Regions from separate parts of the Sus scrofa genome. Here all the other regions are linked to region 2. A link is a contact called in public Hi-C and HiChIP or PLAC-seq data. All regions are on one chromosome and are shown on one strand. The core of a region is the stretch at or near the end of the contact, and the rest is flanking DNA. Distances in the headings are between cores, read along the strand shown. Region 1 overlaps PRKCH (protein kinase C eta type). Region 2 has its middle 110 kb from the start of HIF1A. Region 3 overlaps PRKCH (protein kinase C eta type).

The links. A called contact is a pair of places that touch in the nucleus more often than the background predicts. HiChIP or PLAC-seq counts read pairs in DNA pulled down with a chosen protein or histone mark.
Region 1: a contact with region 2 is called in an H3K27ac HiChIP or PLAC-seq map of alveolar macrophages. The contact joins two enhancer-like sites. A contact is called at or near these places in 12 of 47 Hi-C or Micro-C datasets (alveolar macrophages, embryonic fibroblasts, heart right ventricle and 7 more) and 2 of 2 datasets of contacts at active chromatin or transcription factors (alveolar macrophages and skeletal muscle).
Region 3: a contact with region 2 is called in a Hi-C map of liver, with 4 times the contacts expected there. The contact joins two enhancer-like sites. A contact is called at or near these places in 2 of 47 Hi-C or Micro-C datasets (liver and skeletal muscle) and 2 of 2 datasets of contacts at active chromatin or transcription factors (alveolar macrophages and skeletal muscle).

What each region holds. Positions count from the first base shown.
Region 1 is chr1:190,350,473-190,353,172 of Sscrofa11.1, reverse strand. All of the region lies in intron 9 of PRKCH (protein kinase C eta type), which reads right to left. Among named protein-coding and RNA genes, the nearest start is that of PRKCH, 150 kb to the right of the region's middle. Within about 2 kb of position 1,307, at least 36 of the 83 cell types and tissues checked have an H3K27ac peak or open chromatin away from gene starts, as enhancers often do. A contact at or near this core is called in alveolar macrophages, embryonic fibroblasts, liver and 5 more, where this site is marked.
Region 2 is chr1:190,513,873-190,516,572 of Sscrofa11.1, reverse strand. No RefSeq gene overlaps it. Among named protein-coding and RNA genes, the nearest start is that of HIF1A, 110 kb to the left of the region's middle. Within about 2 kb of position 1,347, at least 32 of the 83 cell types and tissues checked have an H3K27ac peak or open chromatin away from gene starts, as enhancers often do. A contact at or near this core is called in alveolar macrophages, embryonic fibroblasts, liver and 5 more, where this site is marked.
Region 3 is chr1:190,370,414-190,373,113 of Sscrofa11.1, reverse strand. The region is part of intron 10 of PRKCH (protein kinase C eta type); the gene reads right to left. Among named protein-coding and RNA genes, the nearest start is that of PRKCH, 170 kb to the right of the region's middle. Within about 2 kb of position 1,318, at least 6 of the 83 cell types and tissues checked have an H3K27ac peak or open chromatin away from gene starts, as enhancers often do. A contact at or near this core is called in liver and skeletal muscle, where this site is marked.

The DNA of each region.
Region 1 (2,700 bases), core at 58-2,557, 160 kb after region 2:
AGGTCTTCCTTCCATTGCAGCACATATGAATCCGTGTGCACATGCAGCTTCCAGGCAAGCCCTATGGGCTCTCCTCTGAGCGGATGGCAGGCTCACAACTGCTATTGTGACCAGATCACTCAGAGGCTCAGCGGCTGACTCCACATTGTGGACAGACTGCTTGGGTCCCCAATTGCCTAGGAGAACCTGGCTCCATGAGGGAAGGGCCCCCCTCCTGTGTTCACCGCTGCACCCTAAGACCTCGAAGCTGAGCACATACCCTGAAAGCAAGCCAGGCACATGGCCAAATGAACTGACACCTCTGATGGTCACCTGCTGGCGGGTAAGTCTTTGTGATTCCAATTCTGCTACATTTATACAGAAGGGTGGGCTGATGTTGTCGTGAGTGGCCTCAGAATAATCTGGAAGAGATGGACACAGCTGAGTTCCTACCAGTGATGAAATAATTATGGGGAACTCAAGTATTTCAAAACTTCAGTCCACTCTGGCCTATGGTTTCCACCCAGAGCAGTGGGCTTTTACACTGCATGATTCTCGGTTCAGGGTCAAAGTGAGACCCACTCCAGCTACTCCCAGGGTATCACCTATAGGCCACCCTGAGGTGCTGCCAGTTGGATTGTTAGTCTTATAACAAACCAAAGAAAGACTGGCCTGTAGGTAAGATTCTCCCCCAGAATCCAGTGTCCAGTTTCGGGTCCCTTTCCTTTTGTAGCAGAAAGTAAATCCAGTCACTGTACTGTCTGTTCCATGTGTGTTAATCTTCTCATCCCAACTAGACCAAGGATTCAAAGGACTGTTTCTCTGGCTTAGCTCTCCATCATGGTGATTCCGGTCCAGCTGACTTCTCACTAAACTATTTGGCAGAGAGCCCATCACATTCTCAGGCCTGGAGCCACTCCCAGCACTTCAAGCCCCATGGTTTTAAAGCAGGGCCCTGCTAAGGCCAGGGGATCTAGACTCTGGCAGGTTCCCAGGCACGGGCAGGGAAAACCATGACCAAAACTCACTACCACAAAGCTCAGGCAGCGGTCGGGGAATGCAGAGACCAGAGCTGATCCTGGCAAGTCTCAGATGAGTCACAGGAAATGACAGGCGATCCAGGAACCACCTTAGAACCATGGAGGTGGGGGGTCGAGGCCAGGTCTAGGTCATCAGCATCGATGAAGGCTAGCAACGAGGCCAGCTACAACAAAACAACCTCAAAGGGAAACACATGCCAAACCTTTCAAACCCTTGGGTCACGCCGAGTGTTCTGGCAGGCGGAGCCAAGCAGAGGGAGCGAAGGGAACAGCCAGAACTCCGGGTTCTCCTCCTTCCCATTCATTGCCATGGCTCTATTGAGTCACAGAGAGGCGGGAAGCCGGGAAGCCTCAGAGGACAGAAGCAAAGGTCCGAAATAAACCTCCCAGAAATCCAGGGCCTGGAAACAACCTCTGTGCATTCTGTCCCGGGCCTGAACACGATGAATAAATTGGGAACATGCCCACTTGGGAAACGCCATGTTCTGGCTCGCTTTCTGTTTTTATCTGAGCCAAAGGCAAACTCTACCAAATGACCCAGAAGCTGACCCAATTGTATGTGTGGTACCCATGGCTCAGGGAAGGGAGGAAACCCAACAGGTAAAAGGAAAAGGCCTTTCCTTAGGTATTTTATAAAAGGCCACCACTCTGTATATTGTAAAAAAAAAAAAAGGGAGGGGGGCTGAATTCCTGCCTGGTGACACTCTCCTTAGCTGCACACATTGCAGAGGGGACATTTCTACTTGTGGGATAAAGCAACTAGCATAGATCAGGAAGCTGGTTAAGAACCCCAGCCCGACTCTTGCTTGCTGTGTAATCTGGGGCAAGTTCTTTCACCTCTCTGGACTTCAGTTTCCAGAACTTTAAAATGACGCTAGACAAGCAATGAGATCCTGTTGTATATCACTGGGAACTATATCTAGTCACTTGTGATGGAGCATGATAGCAGATAATGTGAGAAAAAGAATGTATATAGGTATGTGTGACTGGGTCACCTGGCTGTATAGTAGAAAACTCACAGAACCCTGTAAACCAACTATGATGGAAAAAATAAAAATGAAAAAAGATAATGTGGAATAAACTTGGTAGTTTAGTCTTTATGCATTGAAGAAGCCTGGAAGATCATATATGACAATGCTAATAAGAGTTGTCTTTGGCCTGTAAGATTGTGAATTATTTTTACTTTCTTCTTTGCATGTATTTATAAAGAGAATTAGGAGTTCCTGTCATGGTGCAGTGGAAATGAATCCGACTAGGAACCGGGTTGTGGGTTCAATCCCTGGCCTTACTCAGTGAGTTAAGGATCTGGTGTTATTGTGAGTTGTGGTGTAGGTCACAGACACAGCTTGGATCTGGCGTTGCTGTGGCTGTGGTGTAGGCTGGCAGCTACAGCTCTGATTGGACCCCTAGCCTGGGAACCTCCACATGCCATGGGTACGGCCCTAAAAAAAGACAAAAAATAATAATAATAATAAATAAAGAGAATTAAATACTTTTAGATTCAGGGGGAAAAAATGAGGCTAATAGTATCTACACTTCGTATTTGTTGTGGATTACCGTGGGCATCAGGAGATATTTCATCCAAAAGATATTTGTGAAAAATACCTAAATGCCCAGTTGTCCAGATCCTGGTAATGAACATAAGTATCCAGCATCCGCTAGGGCCTCAGTGAATAGCAGC
Region 2 (2,700 bases), core at 98-2,597:
ACTTTCAGGCTTTGGTCTCCTCAGATCTAAGACAGAGTGGGAAGAGCCATAGATAGCATTGGCCTCACGTATCTGCTTTGTCCCTTACCTGCTGTGTGACATTAGGAAAATTGTTTAACCTCTCTGAACTTTAGTTTCCACTGAGATGTAGGGGTAATATTAGTGCCTTTGTGTGCATAAGATGTAAGAATTAAAGTATTCAGCATGTACCTGGCATGGACGAGTACCCAGTGTACATTAACTTCTTTGATTTTTTTTTTTTAATATTTTTCTCCTATCTGAATGGAGCTAACCCAGGCCATTTAAAAATGATTAAGACTTTTTGAATACTTACTGTGCCAGGAGCTACCTTGAGGTAGGTATTATTATAAACACTGCATGCTACAGGTGAAGATACTGAAGTTCAGGGAGTCACCCAGTAAGAGGACAGAAGCAGAGTCAGAGCAATCTGGTCACAGAGCTCATGCTTCTCTCCATCTCAGCACACTGCTCTTCTTGTTGCGTTTGGCATTATTTAGCCTCACTACGTTCCCCCTTAACTCTTCCCATGCCCATCCATTGACAATTTTTCTGGGCACCCCAGAGCCCACATCAGTCTGGAGGTAGGCCAGGAGGATTCTGGATCAGCTTAACACACGAATGATCTTTCTCAGCTAAAAGTCCACACGGAACCCTTGTAGCTACTTCTCAGAGAATGTTGTGAAAAGTTCAGTTTCAGAACCCTTGAAGAGCTGTGGCCTCAGACCAGTCATCATCGTGAGTAACAGGCACCCCTCACCTCATGAAAATGCAGCCTGTGGAAAATTGCAGACTTATTTTAAAAAAATCAATGTATGTGTGTAGGATGGATGTTGTGCCCTATGTAAAAATCCCTCACTTTATAAAGTAAGGTGCTTCAGGCTTCCTTTATTTAGCAATCTTTCCTCCGTACTTACAGTGATTTAATTTTTTAAAAATTCCATTTATGTGAAACTTTACAGGGACATAGCTATTAAGCCAAGTATGGTCCTGTGATCTTGCTATTAATGGGAAATTGCTGCAAACTTGGCCTTATCTGACCCTTTCCCTTGCATTGTTCGCTGAAAAATTTTCCTCTGAGGAGGTAATGTTTTGAATCCACTGATAAGAAGAATATCCTTGAAAATCATTCAACTAGCACAATAGAAAAAAGTTAATTTTGCCTGTGCGGGGAGCTCCCATCCACCACTGCCACCTTTTCCCAGCTCTGGAAAATTACAAAGTTTCTACCCCTAGTGTTTCAAAACTTGCAGAGCCTCTGGGAATCAGCAGTGAAGGATCTGGCCACCAGCCAGTAGCAATGGGCAGGAGCTTATGACATTATGGAACTTAGAGGCCAGTGAAGGAAGAAACGGGTCCAAGAGCTGGCCTCCCAAGGCTGGCCTGGGCTGTTCCCAGGCAAGCTGTCCTGGCACTGCATCCAGTGAAGATTAATAGTGTGCTTTTCTGACCAGCCTGCTAGTGCTGGGGCATAAAATCACGGCCCCAAAGGCAGAAAGCAAGGAGAAGGAAGAGCGGGAGGAGGAAGAGTGAGGATGAGAATCCATACGATCTTGGAGTGAAACATGAAGCGTATACTTTCATTACATGTTCAGAAAGTTAAGACCATACTCAAATATAAAACAGAAGCTATGGATTGCCAGGGACTTGAAGCTCCTCAAACATCACCAGCCTGCACTGAAAAAGAATGAGGAACCCAAGCATTGTGTAATGTTTAGAAGTGGCTGCAAGTTTATATTTCAGGAGAACCTGACCTAGTGAAGCCTCCCCTGACTCATGCTTATGGGCTGGAGTTCATGTCCATTGCTGGAAAAGGTTGACATTTCCTTGTAAAGCAACGAAATGTGGATATAAGGCTCAGGGCAGCTCAGACATCCTTGGCAAGCTGTTCTCCACAATCTTGTACCTACTTCTTTTAACAGGATCTGACTAGGGTGAGGCCAGCAGGTGTACTGGATGGAAGATTTAAGGGGGTCCTGGCTCTGAGGGTTGTGCAAGTTCAGGGTCAGCCCTGAGAGTCAGGGCCTCCCTAAGTCTTACTCCCTGGGTGCCTCCCTTTCCTCCCTGCCCTGCCTTTCAAACTCCCCACTCAGAACCCCCCCCAATTCTAAGTCACTTGGTTTGAGATGGGGTGTAGGTAGTTTGAAAAGCCCCTCAGGTGATCCTAACCTGCAGTCAGTGGGGAGAACATTGCTTTAAGGGAACAAGGATTGGTGGCAAATTGAAGGAATCCAACTGAAAGCCAAGAATCAACCTTGACTTTATCCTTTCCTATTATGTTAACTGTAGAAAAAAATTCTTGCCAGCTTCATGTTGGTTCAGTCTTTTCCTTATATTTTAGGTCACCAAGGATTCTGTATAGGATTGCCAGCTAAGGCACGAGACCCCCAGTTAATCAGGATTTCTGATAAACAGCAAATAATTTTTTTAGACTTATCTGAAATTCAAATTCAACTAGGCACTCTGTATTTTTTTGAGCTAAACCTGGTGACCCACATTCTGCAGGACAGGCCAAAATATGTGGACTTGATTGTACAGGGCAGCCTTTCCTGAGTTTGCATTATAGAACACAAGTTGCAATGGTTATAATGTGTATATGTCAAGAAAAACATTTCCATAGTTAAATAAATATAACAAACATTGGGTTAAACCAAGTTAACCCAGATTTTTTGACTGCATAAC
Region 3 (2,700 bases), core at 69-2,568, 140 kb after region 2:
CATTTCTTATCCATTCTAAATGTCATAGGTTATATCTATTAACTCCAAACCCCCAATCTATCCCACTCCCTCCCCATCCCCCTTGGCAACCACAAGTCTGTTCTCTAAGTCCATGAGTCTGTAGATAGGTTCATTTGCGCCATATTTTAGATTCCACATAGAAGAGATATGAAGGCAATGCTCACAGAGGTGGCCTCCCCATGGGATCTCTAGCAAAGCAATGGTTCAGCTAACTTCAGATCACACAGGTGTGTGGAGTCATAGAGGCACCTGATGCTCCCTTATGATATCTTTGAGAAGCAAGAATCAGATGATATTAGAAATTTGTGTTGTTCATGCAGATCCAACAGCTCTGTTTCCAGATTAGCTTAATTGATCTCCTCTAGGAGGGATCATTGCTCATCTTCCCAAATTCTAAGTCTTAAAAAAAGTCAAATTAGGTAGAGATTGTTCTCTAATTTGAGGAGAAATCAAAAGTGATTCCTGCCTAAGTGTTACAGGTACAGGACAATATGGCAGGTCTGGCAGGTGGCCTCTGTGGCCAGGTCCACATCTGGATGATGGGATAGCAAATTGTCACAGTACGTGTTTGGAGCTTTAGGAGTAAACACTCATTACCACGCACTCCACACACCAGGAACTGCACGGGGCACAAAGTGGTCAGACACAGGAGTTAAAAGCTGTGCATTGAAACGTGCTGTGTTGGAGTAGAATGTGGTAAGGAGGAATCAAAAGTCAAACTGTGCTCTTCTATAAATTCCCCCTCACTCAACATATTTTAGATACATTCATGCTTTGTTAAAAATAGCAAATCCAATGTGTGCTGGCTGGCTTTAGGGGATTGGGGTTGAAATGTCAATGAGGGCTGAGTTCACCTTTAATGCAGCATATGAAACAGGAGAGGAGATGGTGCCTGAGATGCTGGCGGGCAGGTAAATGGGATGCATGCCCTGTTGTTTTCCCCTTTTCTGCAGGGCTTGACTCTGGAAAAAAGTCAGTACTCATGTAAATTATTCATGAGCACTATCTGGGCTTCCTATCGGCCAGCAAGCCCCAGAGAAAGGCATGAATAGCCTTTTTTTTTTTTTTTTTGCCTGAGCAAGTGACTCATTGACTGCTTACTTCCAGCCCCCCTTTTCAGTCTGGGGGGCCATGGAAGGCTCCAGAGCTTCCAGCCAAAGGCAAAGGGGCAGACTCTTTTCTTGCTTTAAGAACTAGGCCTCTGTTCCTCCATGTCAAGTGGATACATCTGAGAATCAGGGTCAGAAGACTAGCGGAAAAGCGCCTGAATGGGCGTGGCCTGTCTCCTCTCACATAAAGCACAGGCATGACTTCTCATACAAGGAAGTCAGGTCAGAGGGTCAGAGGGTGCCTGAAGGACTACCTTCTTAAGTCCCCTTTGGTGAGGATTTGCAAATGGTACTATCTTTGTAACTTGCTGGAAACAACAACAACAAAACAAAACAAAACCAAAAAAACCTCCCCCAGAAAAACCAAAACGACCAACCCAACAACAACTCTGTCTGGCTAGCTCAGAGGCATCATCCAGGGAGGTCTGGGTAAAGGTCGGATAAAGGCCGACCCAGGACACGTGATAACCCAGGCTGCCTGATGCGTCTGCATTTCTCACTGTGCTCTCTGGATCAAATTCACACCCTCTGTGACCCCAGTGTGCCCTTGGCTGCGTGTGGATTCCAAGGACTTGGTTTTCAAAAGCTTACCCTTAAGACTCTGCTCTCAGGCCAGGACCCTGAATGGAATTAAACTTATCCTGTGAAATAAATCCAGAGCATAAAAATAGCATTCGAATCTCTCCTAATTAAACGTGTTCCCTTCCAAGGCAACCGTATCAGTTAGAGCCTGCACAGGGGATTTGAGTCAAAGAGTAAAACTGAAAAGGAATTCTCAGATTTGATCGGCAGCACCAAGAACTGGAAGACAGTTTCTCAAGATGTGGACCGAGACTGCTTCCCTAGAAACCACATCAGAGTACACTGACCATCCTCTGTATTTCAAGACAAATGATACAATGAGACGGCAAGGCAGTCATATCCCACACAGATAATCCAGCCCATGCCTCGCATTCAGGCAATCTGGGACCTACATAAAGCCTAAGTATTCCAGAAAGCGAGTTTAGGCTTTTTTGCTTTTTCCCACTGCTTGTCTGAATGTTTGTGTCTCCCCCACCTCCCTTATATGCTGAAATCCTAACCTTCGAAGGTAGTAGTAGGTGGGACTTTTGAGGGGTGCTTAGCTCATGAGGAGAGAGCCTTGAGGAATAGGTTTAGTACCTTATAAAAGGGGCTCCAGAGAGACCCCTAGCCCTTCCACCATGTGAGGTCACAGTGAGAAAGCATCTATGAGGAGCCAGAAGAGGACCCTCACCAAACATGACCATGTGGGGCTTTGATCTTGGATGTCCAGCCTCCAGAACTGTGACAAATAAACTTCCTGTTGTTTATAAGCCACCCGGTCTATGTTTTTCTTTTCTTTTCTTTTTTTTTTCTTTGTTGTTGCTATTTCAGGGCCACACCCGCAGTATATGGAGGTTCCCTGGCAAGGGGTCGAATTGGAGCTGTAGCTGCCAGCCTACACCACAGCCACAGCAGCCTGGGATCCAAGCCGAGTCTGCAACCTACACCAGAGCTCATGGCAACGCTGGATCCTTAACCCACTGAGCGAGGACAGGGATCAAACCCG